Regions from separate parts of the Rattus norvegicus genome. Here region 1 is linked to region 2. Evidence: chromatin contacts called from public Hi-C data. All regions are on one chromosome and are shown on one strand. Each heading gives the region's core, a stretch centred on a gene start, on an enhancer-like site or on the middle of the called end of the contact. The rest is flanking DNA. Distances are from core to core; before and after follow the strand shown. Region 1 has its middle 100 kb from the start of Fgfr2. Region 2 overlaps Ska2l1 (spindle and kinetochore associated complex subunit 2 like 1).

Region 1 (6,279 bases), core at 1,786-4,285, 720 kb before region 2:
AGGCTCTTGCCTCCAAGGCTGGTGATCAGAATTTGTTCCGTGGGACATACATAATGGAGAGAACTCAGCTCCTGCAAGATCCTCTGACATTCACGTACACGGTGACACATGTGGACATGCATGTGCAAACACTAAAAGTAAATAAAAGTGGAATAACAGCCAAGCAGCAGTGGTGAGGCCAGTCTGCTCTCATAGAGTGAGTTCCAGGACAGCTAGGGCTATACAGAGGGACCCCGTTGCAAAAAACAAAAAACAAAAAAAAAACAAAAAAAACAAAAAAAAAGCCATTTGGCTGAGAAAGGCTCAAAGCCCCTCCCCACCTGGGCTTCATTCAACAATCAGAGCATGCTCAGGCTTTTTATTTTTTTGCAGGAAAGGTTGAAACTCTTCCAGACTGGCCTTCATCTAATGAACAGAGCGTATGGACAGTGCATGCTCTGTCACATCGGGGTGGGGTGGGAGCTGAAGTGTCTGCAAAGGGCCGTGCTTCTGGAGCTTTCCCCAGAGCTCACTAGCCCTCTCCTCTCCTTGGGAGTGTTTTCCTTTCCTTAGTAACCCACTTTTCCTTTGGACAGCCTCGTTCTTTCTCTGAAGCCCTCTCTTCCACCATGCATCCCTCTCCAGTGCTTGGGTGTGCAGTTGTCTTGGGCCCTAGCACAAATAGGCCTGACTTTCTTACTACTATTCTCCCTCTCCCCTCCTGCAACTGACTTATGCTGTTGCCTTTTCTCTCGCACTCTAATAAAGTGTCCTTAGTAGTAGAATGTGGTTGTGTTACTGGGGCATTCAGGGTTCCCTTTTGTGTAGTCAGTTTTACCATTTCTGTCTTGTGGGTCCTGGGGGTTTTACACTCAGGCCATCAGGTTTGGTAGCAAGTGTAACCACTGGCTTTGCACCTGCTCCCCAGTTCCCATAACGACTTGGAGACTATTGATGTATGATTAAGTGCCCAGGCCATGAGCTTGGGCTTGTTCCCTGACTAGCCGGTAACTTCTGTCACCTGCTTATTCTGTTCTATGTGTGACACATGGATGGCTGCTTCTTTTCTGCTTCAAACATCTGTCTCCTCCAAGTCCAGGCGGTGAACCTCCTGTGTCTGACTCCCAGAATTCCCCTCTCTCTCTGCTGGATGTTCCACCTTCTAATCCTGCCTCCGCTCATTGGCTATCAGATTTTTATTGACAGGTGATCCTTTCAGTCAGTACGTGAGAGATTCTGTAAGCAAGTGCGTATTACTGAGCTATCTCAACCACCCTCAAAAAATTTTTATTTTTATTTTATGTGTATGGGTGGTATATATATATACATATATTCATAAATAATGTTAAATAACATAATATATCACATGATATATATATAATATATATCATATTGTGTCATATATACACATATACATATAATGTATATGTCACATGAGTGTCTGGTGCCCCCTGAGGTCAGAAGCAGCCATTAGCTTTCCCTGTGACTAGAGTTACACATTTGCGATCTGCCATGCGGGTGTTAGGAATTAAGAGCAGTAAGTACTCTTAACCAACGAGCCATTACTCTGTCCCCCATCCCCTTAAAATTCTTTTTTGAGGCTGCATCTCTTGTAGCCCAGCTGGCCTTGAACTTGATATCCAAGAAGGGTGGCCCTTAAGTTTCTTCTGCCTCTACTTCCCCAGTGATGGGGCTTCAGATCCACACACCTCATTTGTGTTTTGCTGTGCTGCTGATCAGGGCTTTGTGTATGCCCCACTGTCTGATCTATACCCCCTTAGGCCCTAAATGAAGTCTTAAAATTTTTATTTTTTTATGACTATGTGTGTGAGAGAGTGTATTTTCACCTTGTGCACACAATGCCCATGAAAGCCAGGAGAGGGCACCGGACATCCTGGAACTGAAGTTAAAGCTGATGGCTTCAAGCCACCAAATGTGGGTGCTGGGAAGTGACCCCAGCTCCCCTGCAAGTGCAGCACGTGCTGTTAACCATGGACCCATTCCTCCAACCGTTTCACAAAAACTAAAGTGTTAAGCCTGTCGTTATTCCAATGTTTGGGGCCTTAACCATCTCAAATGGCCCTTGAGCACATGGTCCTTTCAAGCTATTTCAGGCTAATCAGATAGCTAACATTGTTGAGCTGTCCAGGAAATGGTTAAAAACGCATTCACTATAACCTCAGAAACACCCAGTGCCATTTAAACATTGCCATTCAGAGTCATTTGAGAAATAAGAAGCTTCTGTTACTGGATAATTATAGTTATCTGCAAGTTCACAAACTGAAGCAGGTCTCAGAGACCATGTAATTAGGATCCATTTCAAATAGCCCTTCACAAAGAACAGACCAGTGTTAGAATGGTAAGCACTTACTGATGGCTGTCTTTCCCTAATAGAACACGCATAAACAATTATCCACAGGAGCCCAGGCAGCGCCTTCCTCTGGGGCACCTCGGCATGGATCCCTGTGGCATAATGGGTCGGGGAGGATAAAATGAGCTTAGGGCCTCATACAGTTATGCATATTTTTGTTTGTTTTGTTGGAGACAAAACCAGCCAACAGGCCGTCTGGAAAAATCAGCCCCATTTCATGGGCTGTGGGATTGCCTTGCTCAGCAGGTTGCTATATTCGAACTGAAAATGCCTGCGACTGTTTCCAGCTCGCCCCCGACTGTTCTTGCTTTCTTCCCTTTTCTGTATTATTCATCCGCAGGCAGGCATATTCTGGAGGAGGCGTTGCAGCTTGAGATTAGCGTTTCGCTGAGCCACCCAGGTTAGCCGAAAGCTGTATTAACTAGGTCGGGAAACCAGACTCATGCTTTTGGGATTGGAGGAGTGTCGTTGTGTAGTTCCATAGATGGCTGCTTAAATGGGCAGCCGAGGATGATCCTGGGGAAAACGGGTTTGTAACGGGTGTCCCCAAAGACTGCTTCTGTATTTAAAAGCCCCGTTTTCTGTAGCTTCGTTTGAGGTGAAGTCAGCTACGTGCTGCACTGGGCATCCAGCCTTTGGGGCAACGGGCCATCGGCATTGGCAGCAATGCTCTGCTCACAAGGGCACATGCTGCTCACCAGCTCCCCATGGGAGCTGAGCTAGAGATCTGTCAGCGGCCACTGTCCAGCAGAGAGGAACAGTGTCTTCCAGCATCAACAGGATGAGCTGCTGCGGGGGGAAGGCTTTCTGCCATCTTCTTCATTGTTCAGATAGGTCCTCACTCAGTTGACATTGGGTACAGAGTGAAGATTTTACTTTCTGCTCTTTCCCTTACATTTCCCCCAAAGCCACCAGGGGGCAGAAGGAGCTCCCTTGTTTGCTTTCTTTTTTCCCCCCTGACTTCTGACTGTCCATGCAAATGAGCACCTTTCGGTGGGTCTCACTGGGTCCGTGTTTTTAATATTAATTTTGATTCCCATGGCTTAGCTTGGCTTTCTTCAGACTTGGGTAGGTCTGAACGCATTCCTCTGCAGCTCAGGACTCTGGGATGAGGAATCTTCTTCAGTGGAGCGGAGCAGTCGTTACTGCTGGTCACGATTCTGTTGCCATCCCCTGTGGCATGCAGTGACATCCTCATTTCTGGTGCCCTCTGTACTTCAGCCTTGCTGGGTTAGGGCAGCCTGACCCCTTGGGATATGGATTTCAGTCGTCAGCTCTCAATCATTCTCCAACCACAGTGTACAGGTGCCACAGGGTTACCAGCACACCCTCTGTACCTCAGCAAGTCCTTACCATGTTTCCAGTGGGGATGAAGCCACCCACCCTGGCAGGCTTATCTTTCATTGTTGCACCCCATAATATCCATCCCAGCTGTCTCTCTCCACTCTGTCTTTCTTGATCCTCACTGAAGCATTTTCTCAGCCACCGGGACTGCATTTCTTCTAGCTCCACGAGTTCAAATCTCTGACGCCTACATCAGGCCTTTTCAGAAGCACCCCATTGTCTGTACTACCAAAACCCCTCCTTCCGTGGTCATTTCTTAGAGAGTCTAGGAAGTCAACATCACAGCTGGCACCATGGGAACGTTGCCTGTGAGTGTCTTTCACATGAGTGCAAGGCTGGGCTCATTTGGGAATCCTGTGCGTCATGTGAGTGCCAACATCCCAACATCCAGAATGCAGACTGGGTTTGCTCTCCCCTGACACAGCACTGGGGAATGTCTAGGAAGCATTCCCAAGAAGCGAGACCAAACTACACCACATTGAATTTCATAGGCTCTTCACGCATTAAGAATATCGGAAACACCCATAAAGGGAAATTGTAAATTTAAGGCATATAAAGGAATTTTACTTTATAACCCTAGGGAAGTACCAATCTGTTTGCTTTCAGTTGTGCAGTTACTAAGGATCATCTCCAAGGGGCGTGTCCTTTGTTCTGCCTGCTTGTGTGGTCACTCGAAGCCAGTAGGCGGATAGGTGAGCGGGAGGTCAGTAGGTACGCAGGCGACATGTGTCCACGCTGAGGGAGGGACCTCCATGTTCATCTGCTTGTCTAGGTGGTAGCAAGAGAAGGGACCAGACACAAGCTCCTACAAACAAAAGTGGACAAACCCCTGAGCAGGGTAGGGTACATATGAGGAGGGCATTTGGTTGTTGGTAGAACAATTGCTTTACATAATGAATTCCTGGCCTAATGAGTGTGGAAATCGGTACTTGTGAGCAGGCCTGTTTCAGGTTTGGTCTTTACTTCCACTACTACCATCACCATCACCAACAAAACATGCTTAAAAGGGATTAGCATAATCTCCACCTAATTTGGATGTTTTCTTCTTAAGTTCATGTTCATGAGAGCCAAGACATTCTAGCGGTGACGTCAAAGCTATTGGAGCTCTTGCTGACCACACTTCGCCCTGAGACAAGCCACTGACATCAACTGGAGATCTGGGTGGGAGGGAGGGAGGAAGGGAGGGAAAGAGGAAAGAAGGGAAAGAGGGAGAGAGGGAAATCTTGCCGGTCAGCCCCAACAGATGCAGAAGACAGCCTCAAACCCCCTGAGGGATTTTCATCCGATTCCACTTTCCCTCGGAACTTCTCAATGTCCTGCGATCCCTTGCTAATGTCTGGGACCGGGTGCTAAACAGTAACTGGCAGTTTCATTACTGTGTTGGTTAACTTACCCTAAAGTTCCATGGCCTCTTTGCGATTCTTATAGGAATGCCACTTTTCTTACTACTGAGACATTCAAGAGCAGGCCTGAGATGCCCCGTTCATTTCATTTGAGAGTTTGAGCACAGAGAGGAGTCCACATCGTCCAGTAAAGGTGCATGTCGTTTCCAGGTGTCCTGCAAGAAGGATGTGGTCCTAGGGCACATGATGGACAGACAGACCTGACACTAATCCAGTACATCTTTCTGATGCAGACTGACACCTCTCCTAGGCTGGAGTCTGTCAGCCTTCTTGTTCTTCATAAGCACTGTGCAAAGATCTAAGTACACATGCCAACTCTATTCATCCATTTCTTTTTTAAAAAAAAAAAACTTAGTATATCTATTTATTTATTTGTGGTCCCTCTTTTTTATGTTTTAACTTTGTTTTTTACTACTGATTTGAGATGGAGTTTTGCTGTGTAGACCAGGCTTATCTCAAGACTCAGAAGCTCAGGATATTCACCCCAATAGCTGGTGGTGACAGGTGCATATCACCAGGCCCGGCTGGCATTCACTTCCTTATTGACACATTCACCAACAGCTGTCTGAGGCAGATGTCGCCTTTGCCACTGGGGTAAGCAAGTTAGATTAGTGTGACATACTAGGGGAACCCAGACCGCTTACAGTGAAGGTGTACACAAGCAAGACTGCCAGCTGGTGCTCGCATGAAAGGTGCTCTAGGTAGGGTGACCTGGAAGGCCTTGTTGAAGTAATGTCAGTAAACATGTGCTGGGGGCTTGCCACCGTGAGTCCATCAATACCAGGAGTCACTGGACATGCAGGGATACAGTGGCCACCACGACTGCCCTTTAGAAGTTCCCGGTCTCAGAGGATGGACTCAAGACCATGAGATGGGTTGTGAATGAGTCTTAGAGTCCTGGTGAGATCTTTGTACCCTCAGGAAGGCATAGAGGGACCCTGAGAGAGGAGCCTTTGGACCTGAAGCTAATTTAGAGATGAAAGTGGGCCAGGCAATCCAGGCAGAAGGAATGGAGCCCCAGCCCTGCTGGAGGCAAAAGCCCCAGGCATGGGCAGAGAGAAGAAAGCAGTGTGGTTTAGCTGGTGTGTAGCGTAGTCTCCACGGAGGGTCAGTGTGTGCAGAACCACAGATGTAAGCAAATGGTGGCTGAGAACAATTGAGGCAGCCTCGATGGACCCTGAG
Region 2 (6,382 bases), core at 3,158-5,657:
TGTAAATTTTAATTGTTTGTTTTTCTCTATCATTTTCAAATGTTCAAGGCCATGAATGTGAGGGGAAAGTCCTCACACTGTGACCTGCACGTCACTGTGAGGAGACATTTTCCCTCTGCTTTCATTTCTATAATATAGGGACACCGTATTACACTGCAGCGGCAGGTTAGGGCCGTCCCTCCTCTGCACATGCGTGTGCGGGCACAGCTGCTATGGCTGTGACACCCTGTTCTATCCAAATTCAAGGCCAGTGACTCTGCTCTGCTGAGGTTTTTGGGTGAGTGCTCCTTTCTGGGACAGAGTGGAAAGAAAATCCCCATAATCTCAGGTAATTTAAGTATGAGCAGGTCCGGGCCTGAGACTCACCAGCGTGGGCCACTTCCTCAGAGGAACCCACAGTTTACCACAGCATGAATTGTTCACCTGCGCTCTGGACCGTCCTGCTTCTTACCTGCACGTTTGATACTGTCATGTTCTGGAAAGCCTCTGAGGCCGCCAGGTTGGCTTGCTGCCAGGAGTGTTGCTCAGGACCTCAAGAGGACTCTAGGGCTCCTCTGGGATCCTCCCAGGCCTGAGCCTGAGTAGACGTGTCCTTCCTCAGGCAGTGCCGTCCTGACAGTGGTCCTTTAGTCCAGGAAACCACATGACATGGCATCCTCCATGGCTCTTGCTTCAGTGTCCCTGCCAGTGTCACTAGGCCCCGGGCCTAGAACTACATTGTGAGTAACAAGGCCTGTAGGTTCCCAGCTGGTCCCAGACCTCAGGGCAAAGCCAGCTGGGGTCTCTATCAGAATAGCCCTGGCTTCTAGATGTTCTAGATGAAGGCTGTCTGGGCCGTGTGTGTGTGTGTGTGTGTGTGTGTGTGTGTGTGTGTGTGTGTGTGTGTGTAATGGCTGTGACTGGGAAATGGGATGAGATCGCTCAGCAGAGAAGGCTCCCTTTGCTCTTGTAGCCATTTCCTACTTTAGCCAGAAACCACAAACTCCACTTGCAGGATTGACCTGTGGCTCCTAGATTTAACAAGGCCTTCTCCCCTCTTCTCAGGGTGGCCTTCATGGTCACAATGCAGCTCTGAGGTCCTGCTCGCCATCCCAGTCCCTGCCTCCTCTTACAGGTCAGGACCCAGGGAGCTCTGTGCCACTAAGAAACCAGCTGCGCAGTGAGCCCCTATGCAGTTCCCCATCCATAGCTAGAGTTGGTGGTAGGTGTCCCTTGTGGGGAACAGATCTGTGTCGAGTGCTTTGTGGGCCTTGGAAACCTATTTTTGGCAAGCCCAGTCCTTGTTCTATCAACTGGATTAAAAGATATTTCAGAATCAGCAGGATGGCTCAGCAGATAAAGGCACCTACTGCCAAGTCTGACACCTTAAGTTCAACCCCAGGACCTACATGGTGGAAGGAGAGAAATGGATCCCACAAATTGTCCTCTGACCTTCAGTATGCATTCTGTGGCCCATTCATGATGCACGTGCACACACACACACACACACACAAACACACACACACACACACGCACACACACACACACAGACACACACACACACACACACACAGAGGGGGAGAGAGAGAGAGAGAGAGAGAGAGAGAGAGAGAGAGAGAGAGAGAGAGAGTAAATATGTAATAAAAACTTTAAAATCAATTCAGTTAATACTGGAACCTTTCTCCTTAGCTGACCACAGACTTCTCATGTAGCCAAGGATGACCTTGAATTCCTGACATCTTGCCTATAGCCTCCCCAGTGTTGGGATCACACCTGGCTTTTATAAAGTGGATGAAGAAGTATGGGGATCGACCCTGAGGTAGAATACTGTGGTATGTAAAGACATTGAATTCAACATGAATTCCGTGCATTTAGGGGTTTTCACTACTTGTCTCTGAAAAAGACAAGTAGTCTTTACCCCTCTGCAGGACCTGGAGTCCCACATCAGCCTGTGCTCACCAAGCTGCCTGAGGACAGGTGGGGTCCCAGGCAGGAAGCCCTTCTGTTTGCTCCTGTTATGGTCTTGGTTAAGTCCATGCCCAGCTGATAGCCTCTCCTTTTTGCTTTTAGGATCCTTCCTCCCATTTTCCTCCTTTACAGGTAAAAGGAGAGTGAATTCACTTTCAGGTAGAATAATATACCTTAAGCTATATAGTCACTGATAAATCCCTGCTTAAACCACCAGGAAGTCAGTTCCAGCATTTGTTCCTTTTCTAGAGAAGGGCCCTCTAGGTGTGATTGTGCAATTTTTTTCTGCAATATTGCACAAACCAAAGTCCTTTCTAGGGGTCCATGGGAGCCCTTATCTTTCTGCATAATCCTCCTGTCTGCTGCTACTGGCTATGAGGAGATACTTTAGTCCCAGGGCCTTCCCATGGTTCCTCCTCATCCTGCTGCATAGCCCTGGAGGTACACCTGCAGCCCTCAGTCTCCTGACCTGGGCTGAGCCCAGCAGGTGCTGCAGCCTGGGGCACCCACCACTGCTCAGCAGCATTCCTGTGTACCTCACCTCCCAGCTGGCCCAGACAGGCGGCTCTCCCAGCTAGCTCTGCATACCTTAGCAGAAGCAGGCAGCTCAGGCCTGTCCTTGTCCTGGGATGGGCCTGTTTGCTGCCTCATGTGATAGCTGTCCTGTTAATGTGCAGAGCATTAGATGTACAACTGGATGCTGCTCTGAATTCTTTGGCAGACAGGTCCCTTGTGCCCAATGAGCATGAGGCAGAGCCACTGAGCTGGCCAAGGAGGAGAGCTAATTAAGTTGTCAGCCTCCCAGAGCCCCAGCTGGGTTGTAACGTGCTCTCTGATCCCAACATCACCTTAAGCACTCAGAGGAAGGAGGAAATGGGGGTTGGGAGGAAGAGAGGGTTGAAAAGCTGATCATGGCTTCTCTGGTGAGTTTCCACATAACTCGCGCATGTACAGGATGGCGGAAGATCATCCTCCTTGAAGAGAGGAACTGAAAACTGTGCCGGATTCTGCCCTGTGGTCTTGGGAGCTCCAAGGTCCCCGAGTTCAAAGGAAGCCGGCTTTAGTGCTTTAAAGAATATCCTGCCAAGTGTGATTCGGGGAGGCCACCTTGCCTCTCTGTCTGTAGAGATGCTTTACTCGCTAGCCAAACTCATTGATGCTGCAATCCAGTGTGGTACTTGGGGCGCCTTTCTCTGCTTGGGTGTCAAAACATTCCAAGCATGGGGCTTTGCCATTAAAGACAGCAGGAAGGGTTGTAGTCTGATGTCCAACCTGAGACTTAAATGCTGGACCCTGGCCTGTGTGTGTGCACGCGCGTGAGTGCATGCGTGCATGTGTATGTGCATTTGTTTGCATGTGTGTGTGCGTGTGTGTGTGCATGCACGCGCACATGTATGCTTGCAGGTACATGACTGCATACAGGTGTGAGTACATATGTGTCTGCAGAAGCCAGAGGACGTCGTCAGTTTCAGTTCCTCATAATCCATCCTGTTCTGTGAGGAAATAACTCTCACTTTTACCTACATCTCACCAATTTGACTGCCGACTAGCCAGTAAGCCCCAGGGATCCACTGTCTTTGCCTCTTTCGAGCTGAGATTACAAGTGTGGGCCACCATGCTCAACTAGTTTTAAACATAGGAACTGGGCATTGAACACTTAGGTCTTTGTGTGTGCAGGGCAAGCACTTGCTAAGCCATCGACGATCTCATGACACACACTCTTTTAGGCAGTAAGTCTTAACCTTTAGATCCAACTGTCCAGTGTGACACACAGGCTAGGAAGGATCGATACTGCAGCCAGTCTTAAAGACAGGCGTGACCAGTCGACCCAGCATCCCAGCCTGTACCTCCTACAGTACAGTGTTCAAACAGTAGCCTAGAAGGAAAAAGCCAAGCAGATGCGGACCTGTCAAGCCTCATCCTAAGAGGCTGAGGCGAGGGAAGGATGCTACTGGGAAAGGAGTGAAGCCTGAACTCAGCTCCCACGAACACCTATGGCCATTGTTGGTTTTTTTGTTCGTTTGTTTACGACTAGAAAACCCAGGTTGCATGTAGAACACTTCACTGCCCCGAAGCAAAATTACAAGCAGCTTGTTTCCTGTCTACAAGGCAACATCTGCTAAGTTCATCCCACACAGCCCTGGGCCTTGCTGACAATGGACCAAGCTCTGGGCAAAGTGCATGCTCTCCCAACCAGCACACTCCCCAGACAGCCACGCTGCCAAAGAGTAGCCATGCGATTTTTGCTCAGGCATTGAAGAAAACCAGATAATATTAGGCTCAATCCAGCTTAGACAGGGGCTTATTTCTTCTAAAAACAGAGAAGGAGACAGACAAAATTCCTGCCCGAATCTGTTAGCCCTGGCCTTGTGGCCAAATCCCAAGAATTCTGCCCTGGCTGGGAAGACTAAGAACTCAGCACTTCTGAGAAAGGGGGATTTGGGCCAGGGACTCCACCCCACATTCCTGGTCTCAGAATGGCAGCAAGATGCGTCAGAGGGAACAGGCCCCGCCAGGGCATTCTGAGTCTGTGGAAAGAAGCTAGGTGACCTGGAGATTTATTTTTCTTTCTTTTTTAATTATTATTGCAAGATTTTTAATAATTCCACAGTTGGGCAGGACATGCAGAGATTTGAACTTACAAAGTTCAATGGCAGGAGAGACCTCACCTCATACAGAGGAGGATGGTGCCTAAACACCAACAAAGGAGACCGTTCTGGGTCTATACACATGCACACACACATTAGAATAGTGCCTGATGTAGAGTAAGCATCCTGGAAACATTCATTGTAAAAATAACGTTTTCCTAGTTACAAAAGGGAAACAAATTTTGAAAGCACAAATGAGGGAAGGGATACAGTTGAATTCATCCGCTATTTCAATTCATAGACATGGTACCTTATTAAAGTACGTCTTCTGGAATCTTCTATCCATAAACCAAGTGTGTCTGCATCTCATACCCTAATTAAGCTCTTTTTTTACTCACAAGTAAGTATTACTGTGTGTGTGTGCATGCGTGTGTGTGTGTGTGTGTGTGTGTGTGTGTGTGTACTAGCTTGTAGTTACTCCTCGGTAGTTACTGGCATCTAATTTGCATATAATCTGCATGTTTCTTCCATACATTATAACTTATCCCTATATTGCTTACAGTGACTAATGCAATATAAGTGATAGATATTACATTGTGTTGTCTAGAGGATATCAAGAAAAAACAATATGTGCATATATTCAATGCAGTTGCAAGGGTTTTTTTTTCCTTCAAAATGTTTATATGTGTACGATGTGTGTTAGCATATGTACCACAGAGCATTTTTTGAGGGAGGACAGAGAGCATCTCAGGTGCTGGTCCTTACCTTCTGCTTTACTTGAAACAAAATCTTCTTATTTGTTTCACATTTGGGGCTTGTGCAAGCCTGCATATACGTGTCACAGTATACAGGTGAAGATCGGAGGACAACTTGCGGAAGTTGGTCCTCTTCCTTCCCCCGAGTGGATTCCAGGGATCAAATTCAGGTCATCCCACCTGGCAGCTAGCAGCTTTATCCACTGAGTCATCTCACCAGCCCCGGGATTCTTATTGTTCACTGCAATGTATGCCAGACTTACTGGCTGAAGAGCTTCCGGGGATTCTCCTGTGTCCCTGTCCCATCATACTGTGGTGTTACAGATGTGTGCTACTGTCCCCAGCTTTACGTGGGTCCTAGGGATTTGAAGAAACTCGGGTCTTCAAACTCGTGTAGAAAATGCTCTACCTGCTAAATCATCTTCCCAGCCCCCAAATACGTTTGATCTGGAGTAACTGCACGAACAAGTGCAGGACCAGCGGGTAGACAATATTTTCATTTCACAATGTTTTGTATTAGTAGATACTCAGCAATTTGTTCTTCTCGTGGCTGCAACAGTGTTTCATTGTGCTAGAAGCTGCAGCTCAGTGAGCGTCCTCCTATGTAGCTAGTAACTCATTTAGTTGCAATTCACCCTCCACCCCCAGAAAGGAGGAATGGCTTTCACCCTGAGGTCTCTTCTGGTCCCCCCCTAAAAAAAACATGTGGTTGGTCCTCACTATTTATAGAGTCTGTGTTTGCAAATTCATTTACTCCCAATAATTAATTTGCAACCTTAAAATCAAGACTTATTCGTAATTAATAGCACTCAAGTGCAAAACAATGAGAACTCTGGGGCTACCAGCACATGCACAGCTGGCAGAGACTTGGTGAGGTGATAGCCAGTCCTCTTGCTGCAGCTTTCTTAGGTGTTCTTTCACATGCTAGTCAGACATATACTTTTCTGCATTTTTCACGGCAACTCGACTGTTGAGAAGGCCTGTCCCCAACCCTGTCCCCCGCCCTGTACTGCTGAAAGACTTTCTAATGTTCCTGGTGCACCAAGACTCTGAATCGACTTACAGAAAAGCACAAGCTCTGTTCAGGCACAA

Evidence for each region. A called contact is a pair of places that touch in the nucleus more often than the background predicts.
Region 1: a Hi-C map of the A7r5 cell line shows a contact between it and region 2, with 3 times the contacts expected there. The contact joins two enhancer-like sites. A contact is called at or near these places in 11 of 12 Hi-C or Micro-C datasets (the A7r5 cell line, Schwann cells, frontal cortex and 6 more) and 1 of 1 datasets of contacts at active chromatin or transcription factors (oligodendrocytes).

The regions. Positions count from the first base shown.
Region 1 is chr1:194,380,202-194,386,480 of GRCr8, reverse strand. No RefSeq gene overlaps it. Among named protein-coding and RNA genes, the nearest start is that of Fgfr2, 100 kb to the right of the region's middle. Within about 2 kb of position 3,035, at least 50 of the 93 cell types and tissues checked have an H3K27ac peak or open chromatin away from gene starts, as enhancers often do. A contact at or near this core is called in the A7r5 cell line, where this site is marked.
Region 2 is chr1:193,665,801-193,672,182 of GRCr8, reverse strand. The region is part of intron 2 of Ska2l1 (spindle and kinetochore associated complex subunit 2 like 1); the gene reads right to left. Among named protein-coding and RNA genes, the nearest start is that of Ska2l1, 12 kb to the right of the region's middle. Within about 2 kb of position 4,407, at least 6 of the 93 cell types and tissues checked have an H3K27ac peak or open chromatin away from gene starts, as enhancers often do. A contact at or near this core is called in the A7r5 cell line, where this site is marked.